Linked DNA regions of Mus musculus: all the other regions are linked to region 3. A link is a contact called in public HiChIP or PLAC-seq and promoter capture Hi-C data. All regions are on one chromosome and are shown on one strand. Each heading gives the region's core, a stretch centred on a gene start, on an enhancer-like site or on the middle of the called end of the contact. The rest is flanking DNA. Distances are from core to core; before and after follow the strand shown. Region 1 has its middle 18 kb from the start of Aph1b. Region 2 holds the start of Ankdd1a (ankyrin repeat and death domain containing 1A). Region 3 holds the start of Snx1 (sorting nexin 1). Region 4 has its middle 14 kb from the start of Lactb. Region 5 holds the start of Tpm1 (tropomyosin 1, alpha). Region 6 holds the start of Rps27l (ribosomal protein S27-like). Region 7 holds the start of Clpx (caseinolytic mitochondrial matrix peptidase chaperone subunit).

Evidence for each region. Promoter capture Hi-C pulls out the DNA fragments that hold promoters and counts their contacts. HiChIP or PLAC-seq counts read pairs in DNA pulled down with a chosen protein or histone mark. Capture Hi-C pulls out chosen DNA fragments and counts their contacts.
Region 1: an H3K27ac HiChIP or PLAC-seq map of differentiating embryonic stem cells shows a contact between it and region 3, with 5 times the contacts expected there. The contact joins the enhancer-like site here to the promoter of Snx1 in region 3. A contact is called at or near these places in 7 of 39 promoter capture datasets (the HPC-7 cell line, cranial neural crest, embryonic stem cells and 2 more), 4 of 484 Hi-C or Micro-C datasets (B cells, CD8 T cells and cortical neurons), 14 of 115 datasets of contacts at active chromatin or transcription factors (the 230-238 cell line, the SCID.adh cell line, T-cell acute lymphoblastic leukemia and 10 more) and 2 of 9 other capture datasets (embryonic stem cells and liver).
Region 2: an H3K4me3 HiChIP or PLAC-seq map of fetal liver shows a contact between it and region 3, with 5 times the contacts expected there. The contact joins the promoter of Ankdd1a here to the promoter of Snx1 in region 3. A contact is called at or near these places in 2 of 39 promoter capture datasets (hippocampal neurons and liver) and 3 of 115 datasets of contacts at active chromatin or transcription factors (embryonic stem cells, fetal liver and microglia).
Region 4: a FOXA1 HiChIP or PLAC-seq map of pancreatic cancer cells shows a contact between it and region 3. The contact joins the enhancer-like site here to the promoter of Snx1 in region 3. A contact is called at or near these places in 5 of 39 promoter capture datasets (cranial neural crest, liver, neural stem cells and 2 more), 3 of 115 datasets of contacts at active chromatin or transcription factors (large pre-B cells, pancreatic cancer cells and stem cell-derived neural progenitor cells) and 2 of 9 other capture datasets (adipose tissue and liver).
Region 5: a contact with region 3 is called in a promoter capture Hi-C map of adipose tissue, with 2.0 times the contacts expected there. The contact joins the promoter of Tpm1 here to the promoter of Snx1 in region 3. A contact is called at or near these places in 3 of 39 promoter capture datasets (embryonic stem cells, erythroid cells and pre-B cells), 2 of 484 Hi-C or Micro-C datasets (CD4 T cells and CD8 T cells), 5 of 115 datasets of contacts at active chromatin or transcription factors (T-cell acute lymphoblastic leukemia, astrocytes, embryonic stem cells and 2 more) and 4 of 9 other capture datasets (adipose tissue, embryonic stem cells, embryonic tail and 1 more).
Region 6: an H3K27ac HiChIP or PLAC-seq map of extraembryonic endoderm stem cells shows a contact between it and region 3, with 5 times the contacts expected there. The contact joins the promoter of Rps27l here to the promoter of Snx1 in region 3. A contact is called at or near these places in 11 of 39 promoter capture datasets (the 3T3-L1 cell line, the C10 cell line, the HPC-7 cell line and 5 more), 8 of 484 Hi-C or Micro-C datasets (CD4 T cells, CD8 T cells, adipose-derived mesenchymal stem cells and 4 more), 27 of 115 datasets of contacts at active chromatin or transcription factors (the 230-238 cell line, the SCID.adh cell line, acute myeloid leukemia and 16 more) and 2 of 9 other capture datasets (adipose tissue and embryonic stem cells).
Region 7: a contact with region 3 is called in a promoter capture Hi-C map of pre-B cells, with 5 times the contacts expected there. The contact joins the promoter of Clpx here to the promoter of Snx1 in region 3. A contact is called at or near these places in 4 of 39 promoter capture datasets (the C10 cell line, erythroid cells, liver and 1 more), 2 of 115 datasets of contacts at active chromatin or transcription factors (astrocytes and pancreatic cancer cells) and 2 of 9 other capture datasets (adipose tissue and liver).

Annotation. Positions count from the first base shown.
Region 1 is chr9:66,812,078-66,814,777 of GRCm38.p6, reverse strand. No RefSeq gene overlaps it. Among named protein-coding and RNA genes, the nearest start is that of Aph1b, 18 kb to the right of the region's middle. Within about 2 kb of position 1,262, at least 19 of the 459 cell types and tissues checked have an H3K27ac peak or open chromatin away from gene starts, as enhancers often do. A contact at or near this core is called in differentiating embryonic stem cells and embryonic limb bud, where this site is marked.
Region 2 is chr9:65,518,840-65,521,539 of GRCm38.p6, reverse strand. It overlaps Ankdd1a (ankyrin repeat and death domain containing 1A), which reads left to right and starts at 1,321. Exons shown (of 15, transcript NM_001370871.1): 1 at 1,321-1,380. The coding sequence starts at 1,347.
Region 3 is chr9:66,123,565-66,126,264 of GRCm38.p6, reverse strand. Snx1 (sorting nexin 1) reads left to right here and starts at 1,379. Exons shown (of 15, transcript NM_019727.2): 1 at 1,379-1,658. The coding sequence starts at 1,500.
Region 4 is chr9:66,988,337-66,991,036 of GRCm38.p6, reverse strand. No RefSeq gene overlaps it. Among named protein-coding and RNA genes, the nearest start is that of Lactb, 14 kb to the right of the region's middle. Within about 2 kb of position 1,271, at least 135 of the 459 cell types and tissues checked have an H3K27ac peak or open chromatin away from gene starts, as enhancers often do. A contact at or near this core is called in adipose tissue and pancreatic cancer cells, where this site is marked.
Region 5 is chr9:67,047,844-67,050,543 of GRCm38.p6, reverse strand. It overlaps Tpm1 (tropomyosin 1, alpha), which reads left to right and starts at 1,331. Exons shown (of 10, transcript NM_001164248.1): 1 at 1,331-1,525; 2 at 2,633-2,700. The coding sequence starts at 1,412.
Region 6 is chr9:66,944,616-66,947,376 of GRCm38.p6, reverse strand. It overlaps Rps27l (ribosomal protein S27-like), which reads right to left and starts at 1,291. Exons shown (of 4, transcript NM_026467.5): 1 at 1,197-1,291; 2 at 438-546. The coding sequence starts at 1,202.
Region 7 is chr9:65,292,880-65,295,579 of GRCm38.p6, reverse strand. It overlaps Clpx (caseinolytic mitochondrial matrix peptidase chaperone subunit), which reads right to left and starts at 1,320. Exons shown (of 14, transcript NM_011802.3): 1 at 1,015-1,320. The coding sequence starts at 1,093. It also overlaps the pseudogene Gm16218.

The DNA.
Region 1 (2,700 bases), core at 13-2,512, 690 kb before region 3:
TTGATCCAGTAAAGGGTTATTATGTACCTATACTTGTGTTGTTTGCTTGTTGGTAGATCAGAAACAAACATTAATGTGTGCTTGTGCACCCTCTGCATACCTGAGGAGCCCAGAAGCAGGCTTTGGATCCCTTGGAACTGGTCTTACAGATGGCTGTGAGCCATCATATGGATGCTGAGAACTGAAACTTCTGTCAGCAAACAAGTACTCTTTACCACTGAGCTATCTCTCCAGCCCCTTAGAATGTGATCGAAAACCAAGAAACTCACTCTACTCAAACCTTTAAAAAGGCCCTCAGAGGGTTTGCTGGGTGAATGAATGAAGAAAGAGATTAATGAAGAGTATTACTATCTACTACTCCATCCGCTAAGTTGCTCACGTTTCTTATTAAGTGTGCAGTATTCTCTTCTTTAAAAAAGAAAATCTTTTTGTGCATGTGTGCATATGTGCATGTGTATGGTGTGTGTGTGTTGGGGGGTGGGGGTGTTTTCATTCCTATGCAAGTGTGAGGACAGGAACCTATATTTGGTGCATATGTGGGGGTCACATGACAACCTTGGGGATTTCCTTCACCTTCTACTTGTTTGTGACAAGGCCTCTGTTGTTTGGTTGGCTGTTGCTGTGAGTGCCAGGAGAGCTGGGCAGGGAGTTTCAGGGAATTCTTTTGTATTCAGCTCCCATCTGACTGAAGAAGTGCTGAGATTATGATTGCCTGCTACCTAGCCAAGATGTGCATGGGTTCTGGGGGTGCACACTTTAGTCCTAACCCCAGTCCTAAGCGTTGAACTCCGGAATTAATACAAATTACGGGAAACAGTCACGTGGGAGCTAGACCCGTAGTCTCTGATGTACCGAACTTTGTAGGATCCGGTGAGACTGCATCAAGCACCAGGCATTGGTGTCTCTATCAGGATATAGAACCCTTTGGTAGGGCCTCTGTTTTCCCTCATTTGTCAACCTAGCATTCTATCTTACTTTTCCTTTTAAGCACTCAATTTCAATCCAGCATAGGATCTTGCCCCTAAATTTCAGCCCCCAAGGGTTTTGGTTCTATGCCTGCTTTTGTCAGAATGGGAAAAACTGGACCTCATCCCTTGACCTGTTGTTCCCAGTACCGGATAACACCAGAAGGTAACACTGTGCTCCGTTTGGCCCAGTGCAGCTGCTAACCTAATTTCCTTTCAGCTGGATAACAGACAACATCAACAGGCACCAGCCCAGGTTCCCCAGGAGACCACAGCAGGTGGCTAGCTTTCTCTCAGAAAGGCTCACTGAAATTGGATCATTCTACCCAGCCTTTGATACTACAGCTTCTACCTCTGTTCTTCTTTTCTTCCCCACTGGGATATTTTCATAATGGAAATTCCAACATGCCAGACAAGCCCATTGCCGCTAAAACCCACCCACCTAAAACAGGATTTTGTTGTTGTTGTTTTGGTTTGGGTTTTTTGTTTGTTTGTTTGTTTGTTTTTTTTGGCAATATCAGAGAAAGTCTGAAAATGTTAATTATATTGACTCATGTTTATATATCTTTTTCTAAAACTAGCAAGTGTTTCTAATTGTAAAAAGCAAATGGTGCAAAATTATATACTTGTTTCAGTAGCCAGTACTTTTTTAACACCTCATAATTTACCAAACTGAACATTACCAAAGTCTCAGGTTCTTGTTGCAGACAGCCTTCTGATTCCAGAATACTTTACTATATTGGAAAGCATTTACAACCAGCCATGAGTTCATATTCAAGTTACTCAGTCTCAGCGCCAGAGCCTCTAATACTTCGGCACTAACTTGGGATAATGAGACTTGCTACAAAGGGTTGTTTGAGAGGCGAATCAGACAGCAGATCAAAACCACCAGGACCAGCACTAAGGAGGAGGTCATTTCCTCCCTCCTCTCTCATTTCCCCTGGTAAAATGAGCTAAAGTTAAATTGACAACAAAATCAGTTCTGAAGACATCCTACAATTTTTACAAGGCACTCCAATATCAAAATTATAAGTATGGAAGCACAATTGGCTACTTTTTCCTCCTTGCATAGACTAAGCAAGTTTGAACAATTTTAAAATTAAAAAGCATTTAAAGACTTTTTTAAAGATAGAAGCTCCTTTGTTTATTTAGTTGCTCTGATTTGCAGCCCCTGGTCATTTTGAGTGTGCAGTCAGCCTGTTGTTGTGGCTTGGTTTTGTAGCCAGGAATATTAGGTACATAAAAAGGAACATTCCTTTTAAAGTAGTCATGGTGGAAGCAATGTATGCTTTCCTGAAATGAGATTGTGTCTGAAAAATCCAACCAACATCCTGAAGTCTGATCGTTGTTTTTCTTGGGTACATCAAAATAGAAGAATAACTTCCCAGATTACAATGAAAAAAGTCATGCATTCTTTTAAACAATCACTGAAAGAATGATTGTATCTTGCACCAGAAATTTACATAAATCCACACACTTATCTGCCTCACATATTTTTTTCTTGAGTCCATACCTTGTTCAGAACACCAGCTTCAGGTTTTTATCTCCTGGTTTCTATGCACATATCTGTCTTAAAGAATAGCCCTAATTTAGTGTGTCCCTTACTGATTGATTCATGCTGCTTTCTCTTGGGCTCCGTAACAAATATTGAAATAGTTTTCATGTAAACTGTTTCACACAATGCATGACAAATTAACTCAAAATGAATCAATAATCTAAATATTTGAGCTAAACC
Region 2 (2,700 bases), core at 72-2,571, 600 kb after region 3:
CAAACATCTGCACTGGGCTCCCATCGTGGGGCAGTCTGCCGTCCTGTCCCGCTCTCTCCTCCTTTTATGCTTCTGTTCATCTAACGAAGAACAAAACAGCACACAGAGAAGCAGAGAAGATGGGCAGCAAAAGGACTCAACAGATGTAATACTGCCACGCTCAAGAGCCTGTGTGAATTTTTGAGCTTCTTCGGGAGGCAACGGGTGGCTCCGGGGTATCCCAGCATCTTGCAGTATGGTCAGAGTCTTGACTGATACTTGACTCTGGAGGGAAGCTGACGTGGAAGATCACGTGAGCCGGTGTGTTGGAGACCAGCGTGGACAAAAAGCTAGATTTGGTCTCAGAAGACAAAACACACCAACAGTAAACAAAGGAGAAAAAAAAAACACCCAAATTTTTGTTTCTTTTTAATATTAAATTACAGGGAAATGGGCCCAAAGCCTAGTGTGATTTGACTGTCATGGAATTATAAAATTGTGACCACGCTCTAACAATTAAAGGCTATGTCAACGTGGAGAAGTGGAGAATGTTGGAGGCACAGTTAACACTGGGAATTTGACGCTTCAGCTAGTCTCCAAAAAGAATGACAGGGATCTAGTCTGCTGAGGGGAAAGGGTTGGAAGAGCATTCCACACGGAAAGGAATAGCAGTTTCTTAGAGCAGCAGGCAGCGCAGAGGGTGGCTCATTTTACTGGAGGAATTTTTACAATGTTAATTTCATTGATTTGTTTGCCTTTGATTTATTTTACTTCCTTCGGGTTGAAAAGTCTTTTCCCTCCTTTCTGCCAGTCTGGATTCCAGAATGCCAGCCTTAGGCTGCTGCCACCAGCGGAGTGTACTCGCTGGGACAACTGCACCGTCTGCTCTGGCATCTGGCATATGGCATCCTCCAGCTTTCTCCGTGTTTCTGTTTGTTTGTTTGCGTTTGGTTTTAGCCAATCTAAGTAACGTAATTTATATCTCGTTATTGTTGTAACCCGATTTTTCTGATCCTGAATACATCTTTTGTCCTATGTCCGTAGGCTTGGTGGGGTAGTAGGGGTCTGAAGTGTCCAGTGTGGGAGGGCTTGTTGAGGCATCAAGGTTGGGAGGTCCCAGGGGGATTGCGCGCAGGGACCTAGGCAGCTTGAAGGCGTGTGTGTGTGTGTGTGTGTGTGTGTGTGTGTGTGTGTGTGTGTGTGTAAGCTGTGGGTGCCCGGGTCGGATTCGCGGATGGGCTGATAATGAGCAGGGGCTACAGAGAGATGCAAAGCCTCCACCACCCACTCCCCGCTCTGCGCGCTCCCAGCTCTGCGCTCTCCCCGCCCTGGCAACTAAACGCCTAGCACCAGCCGGGAGCTGCAGGATGGAGGAGGAGCTGGCTTGGGAGACCCACGGCTGTGAGTCCCAATGCCGCTGGCGGGGGCGGGGCGGAGGATGGGGGGGGGTGCGCAGAAAGAACGGATGCCTGGTGGGAGGACCCCAGGTCACAGAGGGTGACCCAGAGAGAGGCTGGCCCTTGGCCTGGACACCTCTGTCTCAGTCTTCTCTGTGGCTTCCGAAAAAAAAAAAAAAAAAAAAACAGAAGAATGCCGCACAGGTGTAGGGCACAGTGGCTGAACATCTGGGACTCAGGGTGTCCTGAACAAGGCAAGCTCGAGTGACAACGATCCTTGATAATAACTTGCTTTGTGTGGCAGTCCTTAAAGCAGGTCAGGCCAGTCTTCTGTCTTTGCTACTATATGGGTTGGGCCTACTGACATCTCCATTTTTCAGATGAGAGGGCTGAGAGACAGGGTGAGGTCACATGACTGTAGAAATGCTGAAATCAGGAATAGGAGCACACACAATTTGGCCGGTAGAATGTTTGTTTAATATGCACAAGGCCGTGGGTTCAATCCCAAGCACCATGTAAAACCAGGCGTGTGGCACACATCTGTAATCCTAGCACTGGGGAAGTAGAGGCAGGAGGATCAGGAATTCAACATCACCTTCCATCCTTGGCTACACAGGGAGTCCAAGGCCACCTGGGCTACATGAGACCCTGTCAGCCACCACCACCACCACCACCACCACCACCACCAAAACAAACACTTAAAGATCTCAGTTCACCCAGAATAAAATGGGGTGTAGACACCATATCAAAGAAGGAACCAGGGCCTAGGAAAGAGGTGCTGTGGTCAGCCCTATCCCTGTGTGAGATAAGGAACTTCAGAGCCTCTTTCAGAATGTACTTAGAACCAGGACATCTCAATGTGTGGGAAGCATGCATGTAGCTGGGAGACCTTTGGTGCCCTGCCTGGGAGAGGAAAGAGGACTGAGCCATCAGCTCCTTTGAGAAGTCTTAGTCCTGCTGCCCAGTCTGAGCCCTGCCCACTGAACCCGGGAGAGCTTTCTCAAATCCCCATAGTCCTGCCCACTGGACTTCAAAATGCTGAAGCCAGCTGTTACCATCCTCCCAGATGAATGAGGAATGGGGACTGGGCTCCCTTAAGCCTAAGTGTGGCTTTAAAATTTTGTATTATTATTATTATTATTATTATTATTATTAACAGATTCTCACAGTATATTCCTGGGGTTGTCTTTGAATTCACTATGTAGACCAGGCTGTAGATTTGCCTACCTCTCCCTCCAAGTGTTGGGACTAAAGATATGTGCCTTGCTTTGTTATTTGTTTGTGTGTGCTTATGTGTACCGGAAGAAACCAGAAAAAAGGCATC
Region 3 (2,700 bases), core at 130-2,629:
GCCTACGGACAGGGAAGGCTTAGTTTTCTTATCTCCTAGAAACTTAGTTTAGTGCAGCTTCTCTCCATGGGGAGGATTTCTATCGACCACCACCCAAATTACAGCGAGAGAACTTTATCTGTGTTCACTATGTAGTAATGATAACGGAGATGAACATCCTAAAAAAGCATTTCTTAACCTTTTTTTTGTGTGTTCATGGCTGTGATGGGTGCCAGTTACAGAGTTGATTGTGTTTCCACCTCAAATATTTATTAGACACTTAATTTGCCATACACAATGTGTATGCAGGAATAAAAGTTACAAACTAAGACACTCTCCTGACCTTCAGGCAGTTTACTTTATCTGTAAGGGAATCCACCCCTAATGTTGAGTTTGCAGTTGTAAACAGCCAACTTTGCTAGGCCTGGTGGCTCATGCCTGTAATTCCAGCACTTGGGAGGCCGAGGGAGGAGCATTGAGTTTGAGGCCAGCTTTGGACACAGAATTTCAGGCCTGCCTAAGGTGGTTTCAACCAGAAAAGCAAACCACCTCTGTTGGTGTTAGTGGCAGGTTTCAGCTCCTTGAAAGGATCATCTTGCAAATTAGTCCGTGATAACATAACCTATGTTATCTTTAAACTCTAGTTGACTTCGACTCACCAACCTGTGATTAAGTTCCGGGAACTTTTTTTTTTTTCGAGGCAGGGTTTCTCTGTATAGCCCTGGCTGTCCTGGAACTCACTCTGTAGACCAGCCTGGCCTTGAACTCAGAAATCCACCTGCTTCTGCCGCCCGAGGGCTGGGATTAAAGGCGTGTCACCACGCCCGGCTATAACCCAAAATTCTTAAGGACCGAATTTAATACACGGAAATCTCCCCTTTGTGTGAAGCCTGGCTTCTCAAAAAATCGATAACTTCTTTTTATTGTTGCACACTGTAACACTGAGTGTGTTTAAATTGTTGACTTACAAGACTGCCTCATTAAACTGTGAGCCAGGAGCTTTTGTGTTTGTATTTGAAACGCACAGTAAGGTGCCAAGCTCACAGTGAATGCTCTGTATATGTTAAATGAATTAATGTCCAAAAACTAAGTGGCAAAACTTCCTGCAGTCGTTTCAGCCCTCAATCAAAAATATTTATTGAATCTCTCAGAGAACACTGTGCTTGGCATGAGCAGGTGGCATGCAGAGGTTTTCAAACATTGTTAGTCACAGACTTTATTCAAACAGAACCTTAGAAGCGTGACAGATAGAGCCATGCAGGGCACAAAGACCCGGAGGAACTCCTCAGCCTCTAGCTCCTCCTCTGCCTACTTGGCCCGCCCCAGTGCAGCCTTGCGGTTCAGTGCTTGGATTGGCTGAGCAGCAGCCCAGGCCCCGCCCTAGGTCCCTCCCCCAGGTTCCGCCCCGATGGTCCCTCTGGGTCCATAACGGCCCTCGCGCACCTCACACGGCTGGAGCGCTTTGCTCGCGGCACTGTCTATAAAGTTGTTGTTGCTGCTTCCGCCACGGGTGGAGGAAGATGGCGTCAGGAGGTGGTGGCTGTAGCGCTTCGGAGCGACTCCCTCCGCCCTTCCCTGGCATGGATCCGGAGTCGGAAGGGGCTGCCGGGGGGTCAGAACCCGAGGCTGGGGACAGCGACACCGAGGGGGAGGATATTTTCACTGGCGCCGCGGCAGCCGTGAGTTCCCATCCTTGGGGCAGCAGACAGAAAAGAGCCCCCCAAAAGAGAACCCTTATTAAGGGTTCGAGGGCTTTGAAGATAGTGGGCCTGGTGGGAAATCTTCGCTCGGTGTCAGCAATCAGGACTCCAGGGCCCTGAGTAGGAAACGAGCCCTAGAGCCTGGCTGCCCAAGCCCGGGCGGGAAGAGACGAGGGGTGTGGTGGCTTCACCACGGATCCTTAATAGCCAAGAGCAACCTAGGCCGTCCCCTGGCCCAGAGGTGTGGTTACCCCAAGGATTCAGCGGGCATTTCTGCTGGTTGTGTCCTGGGCAGACTGACTTTAAACATGACAAATTAGAAAATGAGGTGCAGACCATCAGTTCCCTTGTTTTATTGCACCGAAAGTGGAAACGTGATCTAGGAAGGACCATGACCCGCCCACTGATCCTCCTGTTATACCCAGCACTTCCTGGTCATTACCAAAAGCCCATTCTGGATACTAGTTTATGGAAGTTAGGTTGTGACTCCTTTGATCTCTCCAGGAATCAGGGCAAATGCTGGTTGAGAGAAATAGATTACACGGATCAGAAAGCTTTTGTTTCTGTTAAAAGGATGCATTAAAGTGCTTGGAAACAGATCTGTAAATGTGAAGGGAAAAACTGTCTCCCATAATAAATATCTAGGTTTCAAATGAGAGCTAGCTGCTGGCAAAACAACCAAAACCTCCTTGTCTTTCCGTGTGGAATGTCATGGGTTAACAGCACCAGGAGAGATGTTTTGGGCTGTTTTATGAGAACACTGACTCATACCACTCGGTACAGTTAGTTCCAGCTTAGAAACGTCTTCAGTACCGAGTCTATGCAGTTATCTTCCTTTCTTGGTTATTGTTTCTCTTCAGAGTAGCTAATCAGTATCAGACTGAGTTAAATAACTTTAAATTCTGTATATAGCATGTGTCTGAAAACTTGGAGGTGCCCCTTACATTAGAAAAAATTTAGATTTTGGAGGGTTTTTTGTTTTTGTTTTTTTTAACATGGCCGTAGTTAAAATTTTACTATG
Region 4 (2,700 bases), core at 22-2,521, 860 kb before region 3:
ATTTTTGCCATTTTCAAAGAACATTCAGACAAGCCATTCTTTAGATTGCAGAGGGTCAGAGCAGTAAATTCCAGAACCGGGGGGTGTTCTATGAGCCTCTTGATCTTTCTAGACTCCCCACCTATCAAATAAGGATAGCACACAGTCCTACTTCCTAGACTGGTTTTTTTTTTTTAAAGATTCATTTTATTTATATGAGTCCACTGTAGCTGTCTTCAGACACACCATAAGAGGGCATCGGATCTCATTACAGATGGTTGTGAGCCACCATGTGGTTGCTAGGAATTGAACTCAGGACCTTTGGAAGAGCAGTCAGTTCCCTTAACTGCTGAGCCATCTCTCCAGCCCTCCCAGACTGTTTTTAAGAATCTAAAATCCATACACAACTCCCAAGTGTGGCCAAGCCCAGACCTGGTCCTCTCAGATGGTGGAAATAGTTGAAGGCCAAGTTTCTGAGGCTAAGTATGCATGTAGACCCCAGTCTCACACAGGTGAACATTTTCAAATGGTTAGGGAGGGAGGAAGAAAGTGTGTTCTGGGCAAGGCAAACCGATGACAGAATGGAACTAAAGTGACCCATAGTTTGCTTTGCAGGTATGGACGGCAGAGAGTTGGGGTGACTCACCCCCAGCCCAGTCAATGGATCAAATCATTACCCTAGGCATCCAGTGTCCTTGGTTTTTGTAAAGATGCCACCCACCTCCACCTACTTGGGAAATCCAGGTGCAGCCAAGGCTGAGAGCCGTGGTTTTTAATGATGACTTCAGAGTGGTGAGGCTCACGTGAGCACAGAGCTCAGCAATGAGGTTCTGGGAAGTCCCTTGGACATGTGTTGCGACCGACAGTCATTAGGCATTCATTCTTTCCCCTTTCCATAATGAGTCATTGAAGGAGAATAAGGGGCAAGTTCAGAGTGCACTGGCCAAGCTCCCAATCTGGAAGTCTTCAGCCTGACCCCCAAGTCATGCACACTTGTCTCCAAATTGTCCATCTGCTGGGGTGGGAATGGGAGGAGAGAATAGAAGGCCATTGGATAATAACATCTGATTGGATAGTCCACAGGCCCCACTGACATTAGTGAGTGAGTTTAATGAAGACATCTGGGTATCTCATCAGTAGGCTTTAGACCAGAGATTTGAATCTGAGCATGTGGGATTCTCTCCCGGGAAAAGCAACTAGATGGCACGTTAGGGAAACGCTGAAGGGGTGGAGATGGCTTAGTGAGTAAAGTGCTGGCTATTCAAACATACAAACCTACGTTCAGCTCCCCAGCACCCACATAAAAAGCTGGGTGTGGTGGTGTGTCTGGAATGTCAGGACTGGAGAGGCAGAGACTGGAGGATGCCCCCGGCTTGCTAGCCAGTCAGTCTATCAATCAGTGAACTCCAGGTTCAGTGAGAGATCCCATCTCAAGAAATAAGGCAAAGAGTGATAGAGGAAGACAGCCAGCGTCACCCTCAGGTCTCCACATGTCTATGCATACGCCCACACATATACATATGTGCACTTATAAATACATATTACATGCATGCGCACACACACACACACAAACAGAAGAAAGTATAAGAGGAAAAAAATAGTCCAGATAGATCCTTGGACAAGAGAATCTGCTTCAACTGGAGGAGGGGGGGCTAAGACATGCCCCTTAGAGACATGAGACAGAGAAGCAGAGATTATTCTGGGCTCTCTTGACTCTTGTGCCGGGAGCTATTTGGTTTGCCCGGCTGCCAAATCCTAAAGTTCACAAGACAGTCACAAGCGTGGAAAGACGCCAGCATTCCTGGGGTGAGATTCCCAGAATTCCCAGTTTATTGTAAGCCTCTCACCCCTCAGGTCAGCCCCTCTCCACTGTGGTTTTAGAAACAGTGCCTCCCACACACACATGCACAAAAAGAATGTTAGGGATATTTATATGGTAGAAGCTTCAACAATGTTGGCCACCCACGGACATAAACTTGAATATGTAAACTTCCCCCTGAGATGCTATCTCCGGCATATCTGAGGCTCATGGTATGGAGTGAGTCACTCACTCCTTCTACAGAGAGCTGTGCACTTAGGCCTGGCCAGAGCTGGCATTTCCCCCTTTAAAATGAGCCATTCTAGTTTAATATAAACCTCACTCACTAACTCATATTTGCCTTGAAGCTTAAGCTTTGAAACTTTCCACTGTTTGGTTTTCAAGCAGAAACTTGCTGCCTCTCCCTTTGTGTACTGCCAGGACCCCATCCGAGCAACCTTCAGGAGTCTCCCCTGTGCCCACAAGAGCCTCACCGGTCTTCTCCACAGCTGTGCTTCCCTGTTCTCTCCTGGAAGTCTGTTCTCCACGTGGTCACCAGAAAGACTGTCTCGATGTACAAATCTACATGTGTCAGCACTTTCTTTGGGATATTTTCCACTCTAAGGCTAAAGCCCAAGCCTGCCTTCCAGTGAGCTCGCTTTGACCCTTCCCAGCTCTGCCCCTCTGGCAGCCACGTTCGACTCCCAGCTCCCCCAACCCCTTCCCTGCTGCATCCATGATCAGTTTCCAGAGCAGGCCCTTGGGAAGGTTCGCTCCAGGACCCCCAACCTAGGGCAGGTCTCTGCTTTAAACTGTGACTAATGACTAACACCACCCTTCTAAGGAGCCTTTATCTCCCCTTATAATTAAACATGCATGAATGAGACTCTATGATAAAGACCCACCCTCCTTCAGCCCCTACA
Region 5 (2,700 bases), core at 82-2,581, 920 kb before region 3:
CAAGCACAAAGACCTGTGTTGGATTCTTTTTTTTTTTTTTTTTTTTTTTTTTTTTTTTTTTTTTTTTTTTTTTTTTAGATTTATTTATTTATTATATGCAAGTACACTGTAGCTGTCTTCAGACACTCCAGAAGAGGGCATCAGATCTCATTACGGGTGGTTGTGAGCCACCATGTGGTTGCTGGGATTTGAACTTCGGACCTTTGGAAGAGCAGTCGGGTGCTCTTACCCACTGAGCCATCTCACCAGCCCCCTGTGTTGGATTCTTAAAGAGTTGCTCTCTGACCTCTACAGTCCACCAAAGCACGAATGCACCTCCATGACCCCGCCCCCCAAATAAGTAACCGACTCTAGTAAAACATGCAAATGAATAAATGGAGGGAAGCTACAGCATTGAAGCTGTTACAAATCACAGCTGCCGATGACTAAAGACCAGACACACACACACACACACACACACACTCACACTCACACCACTGACTCCCACAGGGAAGAAAAACGCCTAGACCGCTACACACTGACACACTCCCTCTGCCCTTTCCAAAGCACAGCGCAGGCACTTTTGGGCCTTAAGTCCCTAAAGTATTTTACTACCCACCCCCAGTTTGGTGAAAAGACTCGAGACTGCCTGTGTGTCACTATGTCCACTATCAGGGGCAGAGAGACAGGGTCTCAGGAATGGCCCTCAAACCTTCCTCCACCTCTATTTCTCTGCTCTGGTTGAAATGTCCAGACCGTGAGAGCCCAGGACGACAACTGGTGAGTGGGCTGAGTGCTGCCACAAGGACCCAGCTGGGTACCGAGAGCTCCCAGGCCCAGAGGGGAGGGGCAGTGGCCGTGACTGGCAGCCCCCGGACCTTACAATGAGCAGCACCCCAGGACCTGGAGGCAGAGTGAGCCGGTGCGCACACACCACCTGCCCTATTCCGGGTGGTTCCGGGCAGGCTCTTCTGGGGACCTTGACCGCCAGACGATGGCTCTGAGAGGTGGCTAGAGACTCTCGCCCAGTGCCGGGCTCCTCTCCAGCGAGGTCCCGGCGCTCTTTCCCAGGCGTGCAGGTTTAGAAATAGGACGGCCTCGCCCGGCCGCGGCCTCGGAGGCTCGGGTCCCCATATATAGTCATATCCACCGTCAACTGGGAGGCCGGCAGGCGGCAGCGAATGGGCGTGCGGGCCCCCGCGGGAGGAGCGAGGAGGGGGCACGGGGCGGAGGCAGGAGACTGGGAAAGGGGGAAGGAGGAACAAGCTTTTCCAAAAAAGTATTGGCTGTCCTAAGGAATGCGGTCGCCCCCCTGGGAAAGTACATATCAGGGAGCAGCAGGCAGCTCCGCGCTCGCACTCCGGCTCTGCTACCCCACCGCGCTCGCGTCTCCTCTCGCTCCGCTGCCTAAGGGCCCCTCGCCACCGCCACCATGGACGCCATCAAGAAGAAGATGCAGATGCTGAAGCTCGACAAAGAGAACGCCTTGGATCGAGCTGAGCAAGCGGAGGCTGATAAGAAGGCGGCGGAAGACCGGAGCAAGCAGGTCTGCATTTATCCCCAACCTCCAATGCCCCAGCTTAGCGTGGGTCGCTCAGCCCCGGGACCCGAACTGGCTCCCTTTCCTCATCCCATCCCCAGCCAGGGTGTCCAGGGGCGCACGTTTAAAAAAGAAAAGGAGAAGCGCGAGAGTTAGACTGATTCTAACTTTTCTGTCTCGTCCGAGGACGCTCGTGGCCCTTCTCTGACTCCCACGGTCTGCGAGGTCCACTGAGCTTCTTCCCTAGAGAGGCTCTTGACTCTTAGGGTTGGGAATCAGTTTTGAAAGAGGAAGAGAGAAAGGATACAAGTTCCCGGGTTGCCTGGAGGGAAGGGTGGGGGAGCGGAGCAAGGCTCAAGTCCTAAGGTGTCCGAAGTTCTTTGGACTTTTTGGTTGGGGAGAAAGATCCCTCAACACGGGATGAAGACTTTGAAGGGAAGAGGAGGGAGTCACTGAATTATTTCCTAAGAACAAAGATGGGACAGAATGGGAGACACACGGAAAGCTAGCCAAACAAGGACATGTTTCGGCAGTCCCTCAAATTGAGAACCTGAGCTTGCTGTCCTCGGCCGGCCGGAGCGTGTGGTCCCGGGTTGGGGGGTGGTGTGCGAGATGAGTCACTGAGTGAGATCTCTGGGAGAGATATCTTAGGGTCCCTTGAGCCCCAAAGCAGCGATCCCTTAGCCCCAGGGCTCCAGCCAACCTGGCACCCATTTGTTATGTGTCTCCCACCCGGTCCATGCCGGCCGCCCGCGCCCGCTCGCCGCTACCCCAGCTCGAGGAGGACATCGCAGCGAAAGAGAAGCTGCTGCGGGCGTCGGAGGACGAGCGGGACCGGGTGCTAGAGGAGCTGCACAAGGCGGAGGACAGCCTCCTGGCTGCCGACGAGACCGCCGCCAAGGTACCCCGGGCGCGCGGCGAGGCACTGCACACGAATGGCTAACTCTTTCTCTTTCTCTCTCCCTCCCTGTCTTTCCCTCTCTCTCTCTCTCCCGCTGTCCCTGTCCTTTATGGTCTATGCACCCTCAACCCGCACCTTGCGGGATCACGCTGCCTGCCGCACCCCACCCCCTCCCCCTTCCCCCCTCCCCGTACTCCACTGCCAACTCCCAGCTGGAAGATGAGCTGGTGTCACTGCAAAAGAAACTCAAGGGCACTGAAGATGAACTGGACAAATACTC
Region 6 (2,761 bases), core at 42-2,541, 820 kb before region 3:
ACATTAAATTTAGTATTCCAGAACCGTTAACATTTCAGCATGTAACAGACATGTCATCTGTTTCAAGTTATAGCTTCAGTGTAGTGTTTTACTCTTAAATTCTGTTTCCATTTCCACATGTTAAGTACTAAACAGACACATATGGTATAGCAAACACATCAGACAGCAGTTTGAGAATGAAGAATCAACATATATTTTATTTGCATTGCAAAAAAGAAAATTCATCATCTTAATGATCATCTTAAGTTAAAGACTTAAGTCAACGTATCCTTTACCTGGCTCCCATATGTTTCTACAAAGGTTTGAGTATGTTTCTTTAAAATGACCCTTATGACAATTCTGTAATGTCATTTCTAGTCAACAGTGGATCCTGACTTATTAAAGTGTGAATCTTTCCTGAAACGTCCTTTAGGACAGGGAAATTTGAAATTTTATACCTGGACATTTCACATCCATGAAGTAAGAATTTGGGCTCTGAACCAGCCGTTTCTTCTTATGTTTTTTCTTCTCCTCCTCCAAGGAAGGGTGTAACAGATCTCTAGCCAGCTGTGGAAGGAAACATATTGTTACTACTGGAGTCACAGTACACGGGTGGCAGCCCGAATCACACGAGGAACGCAAAGCAGGAGCAACAGGCACACTCCGCAGAGGGGGTACTTAAGACCCTAACTTTTCAAGATAGGACCACTTTCACCCACACGTTGCCAGTCCTTTCCTGGCACTTTACAGCGCTCGGGCAGCATATGGGAGAGAGAACCCCTTTGTCGTTTGGCTGGGTAGCCATCAAAGCTAAGTAAAAACCAGCGTCTGGCTCGGGCCTCCCCGAAGCCGCAGCGCAGCAGATCAGAACAAGGCCGGGATGACCTCAGCCCCGGGGCTCCACATCCAATGGCCAGCACAGGGCTGCGGCATGCTCGCCCGGGGTGGAGTGAACGTGTCGGAAGCTGCGAGGCCCGTTAGTGACCCTGAAGCCCATGGTGAGCTGGGAGCTGCACCCCACGGGCTGGCCACTCACGCGAGCCCGGACAGGGCCCGCCACGCCATGCCGCGCCGTGTCGCCCGGACAAGTCTCAACAAGCCCGCCATGCCTCGGCCCGCAGGAGCAAGAGACGCCGCGGGCTTAGCCGCCTGCCGAGGCGCCAGACTAACAGAAAGCCTGAAGGAAAGCAAGCCCGAGCCCAAAGTCAAAAACTTACGGGCATGGTGACGGCTCCGCAAGCGCGGCCGCTCCAGGTCGCCGAGACGAACTGCTCGCTTTCGAGCGCCCCTCAGCAACTTCCGGGATAGAGGCGGCGGGGAGGAGTGGAGAGGAGTGGAGGCGGGGGCGACCGCTCTAGGCTCCCGTCTCAGTGGTACGGCTCCCGCCCTGACCGCCGGGCCAAGTCCAATGAGGGACATTTAAATGGCTTCTGCGTTAAACTCCGACTCCGCCCTGCACCCAGGCCGGGCTTCGGAGGCCCGGGCATTAGGCATTAGAGGGAAACCAGACCCGAGGCTGCAACTAGCCTGGTCTCCCCTGTTCATTGTGCGGGGCAGCGGACAGGGGGACACACGGAACAATAATCTTTGTTCTTCGCTGTATTACAAACACCATAGGCGAGCCTGGGAGGGGGCTGGCTCAGCGCTTAAGAGTGTGTGTTGGTTAAGACTGTGTACTGCTCCCGCAGACGATCTGGGTTTGGTTTTCAGAACCGAGCTGGGCGGTTCGAAACTGCCTCAAACTCAACTCCAGGGAGATCTGCAGGTCTTTTCTGATCTCTATGGCACTGCACTCCCTATGCGCGCGCGCGCACACACACACTCATAATTAAATTTAAAAATCTGATTTTGGGGTTGGAGGTGTAGCTCAGCTAATAGCATGCTTGCCTTGCCTTCATGAAGCCTTAGGTTAAATCCCTAACACCACTAAATAAATAATTTTTAACTAGAAAGATCCCACTGACGGGTTGTGAAACAAACTTCTAGTCTTGTGTCTGTGCCTTCTAAGGAGTGAGACTTGAAGTTCTGCACCGGATAGGCTTCACCTCCGGTTTGCTTTGCTCTGAAATAGTTTTTTAAACAAATCCCATTTGCTGCTGTGTTTGATATGCCTCTGTCTCAGAAAACGTGGTAGGTGGCACCTAAGAAAGAAACCTGATATTGACCCCCTGGCTTAAACACACACACATACACCATTTATAAGCTTGACCCTAAGACTGTCCTACCAATTTGGGGAAAAAAAAAAGATGTATAATACTCAATTTGCATAAAGCAGAAGAAAATTAAAACACCGCATTCCCTCATGGAGGAGTGCTCACCCAGTAAGTAAGAAACCCCGAGTTTGATTTCCAGCACTGGATACATCTAGGGGTATGGGGCACACTTATTATAATCCAGCACTTGGGGTTTAGGCAGGAGGGTTGGAAATTCAAGATCATCTTCAGCCATATGGGGCCATCTCTGGAACACCAAAAATGAATAAACTGTAAGTCAATACTAAATATGGTGATATAGATAACTATGTAAATTATTATGTGTGTACGGGGAAAATAATGGTCCTAGAAGTTCCAATGTCTCAATGTCCATGGTCTGTGGTTACTTGACGAGTACAGTTAAGGCTGCAGTCTGCATGAGATGCCTGCCCTAGTCTCTGCCATTTGAACACTTGAGACCCAGTTGGTGCGGTTTAGGCTTAGGAGGCTTAGGAGGTGTGGCCTCATTGCAGAAAATATGTCCCTAGAAGCCAGCTCTGAGGTGTTAAAAGAGTTACATTCCCAGTTTG
Region 7 (2,700 bases), core at 71-2,570, 830 kb after region 3:
GTAGGTCAAACAATACATTAAAATTATGTTTCTTTCCAGTGTTTACAAATCAAACCTCTGGAACTGGGACACCTACTTGAGGTGTGGCAATGTTTTAAGACTAAATCTTACACTTACGTGTCAATACTAAATGCTTCCGCCTATGTTACTCCATTTCATGTGTATTATAAACTGCCAATTATACAGTTAGTAGACAATGATGATTTTAGAATTAGTCAAAAAAAAAAAAAAAAGGAAAACTGCTTTTATTGATCCAAGGATCGTCATGAAAAGACATCTGTAAGTTCAGAGCCTAACAAGACCTAGCCTTACAATCTGATATGCATAGACTTGTGGGAAAGAAAAACGGGTTTCATTCCCGGAATCTCTTGGCAGGTGTGCACTCTGTCACAGGTCCTGATGAATAGAGAAGCAAAGTAAACAAGAGCCACTCCACTCTTAGAGGCTGATCCCAGCTGTCAAGCTGGGGAAGCGGGCGAATGACTGTTGCTAAATTTAAGTATTTCAGGAATTCCAGCGGTCGTTTTCGCCCCACCTCCCCGCTGCTTTCTTGGGACCCCAAGTTTCCCAAATATCTTGGGACCCCAAGTTTCCCAAATATCTGGAAGGCCAGCGAGCTGTGTTTACGTCTTGTCGTCCCCGAGACCGCACAATGTCAGTGACACCCTTGCGCTGCCGGTCCAGGCGACTAGCCCGACAACCGGGCACAGACTCCCCAAAAGTGACAGGCCCCAAGAAGGGCTGCACGGGGGACACTTTTAACGAGTGTTGCGTCGCACTCGGTTGTTCTCCCTGAGTTGAGGCGAGATGGCCTCATTCCAGCCCCCAAACTCCGAAGGCCCGAGAGCTCACAGGCCAGCGATAGCCCACCGGGTTTCCTTCCAATCCGACAGCCAGGTACTCCAGAGGCTCGTAGCGCCTCGCAGCCTTCAAGCCCTCCTCTCCCCCCGGGATCCCCACAGGTTCACTCGCCGAGAGCCCAGAGCGGGCACCGGCTCGGGACTACTTCGTTACCTCTCTGCGCGGAGGTGAGCGAAGTGGTGAGAAGCCGGGCGGCCGCAGCGCCGCAGGTACAAGCGCCGCAACTGGACATCTCCGCGGGGCCTAGGCCAGGGCTTCGCGCCCTGAGGATCGAGGGGGCTCAGCGACCCGATCGTGTCGCGCGAGTGTTCCGCTGACTGGCTCCGCTCCCTTCCGTCGGTTCTATGCTGGCGCAGCGTTTTCCCCACCAGGCAGCCAGGCCTGGACGATCCCAGCGTCCCACCGCCTTCTACTCACCGGAGTAGGCTCCTCCCCTCCTCCCCTCCCTCCCTACTCTCCCCCATTCCCCGCCCACCCCGGCCGGGGAGCGTGCGCGCGCTTGCGTCCTAGACCCAGGAGGAGGCGTGAGTTTACGCTGCGCATGCGTGGAGACTAACGTGATTCCAGAGAATGGGGCGGTAACCTGGGCACCAATGAGCGCGCTACGGCAAGCGGCGAACCCAAAATTTTGCGGTCGCCTAATTTCTCGGGAAGTCTCTTTATTCGGATGTTAAAAAGTTTTAGACCCAAAGAGACACGCGCCGTGTCGGGAGTTGACCCTACGCTTCTTAGGAGCAGGGGAAATAAAAGCGCAAAAAGGTGAGGATCTTTTTTAAGTGATCCGAAAACTAAGAATGTAATTCAGTGGTAAAGACCATAATCCCACATAATAATTATAAACAGACAGTAACTACCAGGCGCTTGCACTTCGGCAAGTTCCTTCCTTCATGGACTCTATATCCTGGCTTCCTTTATGTTCGCTGTTTCGTTTCATTTGCAGCATGGAAATGGTCTCCTAATCCCACTCCCACTCCGAGCAACAAGCTGGATAGAGCTAGCTTTCCTTGCTCTTTCAAGCTTTGTGATGATAAAGTTTTCAGTCGGGGCTAGTTGCCTGTGTGGATTTTTGTTTTGGTTTTCTGAGCGAGGGTTTGTCTGTGTAACCTTGGCTGTCCAAGAACTCCCTCTGTAGACCAGGCTGACCTCGAATTTAAGAGTACTGCCTCTAACACCATATGGGTTTTATTTGGGTTTGGTTTGGAATTTATGCCAGAGTAATTATATATATATCATCAACTCTAGCCGCCAAATTGCTAGGTGGCCTGGAACTTGTTCTGTAGCTGAAAATGGCTCTGAACATCTGATGCCTGTGCTCCCACCTCTAGATGAGACTACCGAGTTGTACCACACCCTGCTGGAACCTTTAGACAGAAACTGTGAGGAAAGAGAATTAAGCCAGGATCAACACCAGTTCACTTACATTAACCAGCGTCAATCTCCAGCCAGAAAAGTGACTTCCAGTTCCCCGGGTCTAGCTCACAGAAGGGGAATTCCAGGTGGTTCATACTACTACAGGGTTCTTTCTTAGAGAGCTGACTCGTGGTAACACCTCATGGTAAAGTTTCAGAGATGAAAGAGAATTCTTGTCTTTCTTCACTAAGACCCACTCCTTCTTCAGCTGCATCCAGGAATACAGTTGTGAGGAGAGACTCAAGTCCTCTCAGTATGTTGCTTTCCAACTGTGTTCTTAGACTCTCTCAGAAGCTCTCCCTCCATGGATGCTGTGAGCAAACCAAGAGGGCTGTCTCTGGCTTCTCCCGCCCAAAAAGAGAAGTTATGGGTTTTTTTGTTTTTGTTTTTTCGAGACAGGGTTTCTCTGTGTAGCCCTGGCTGTCCTAG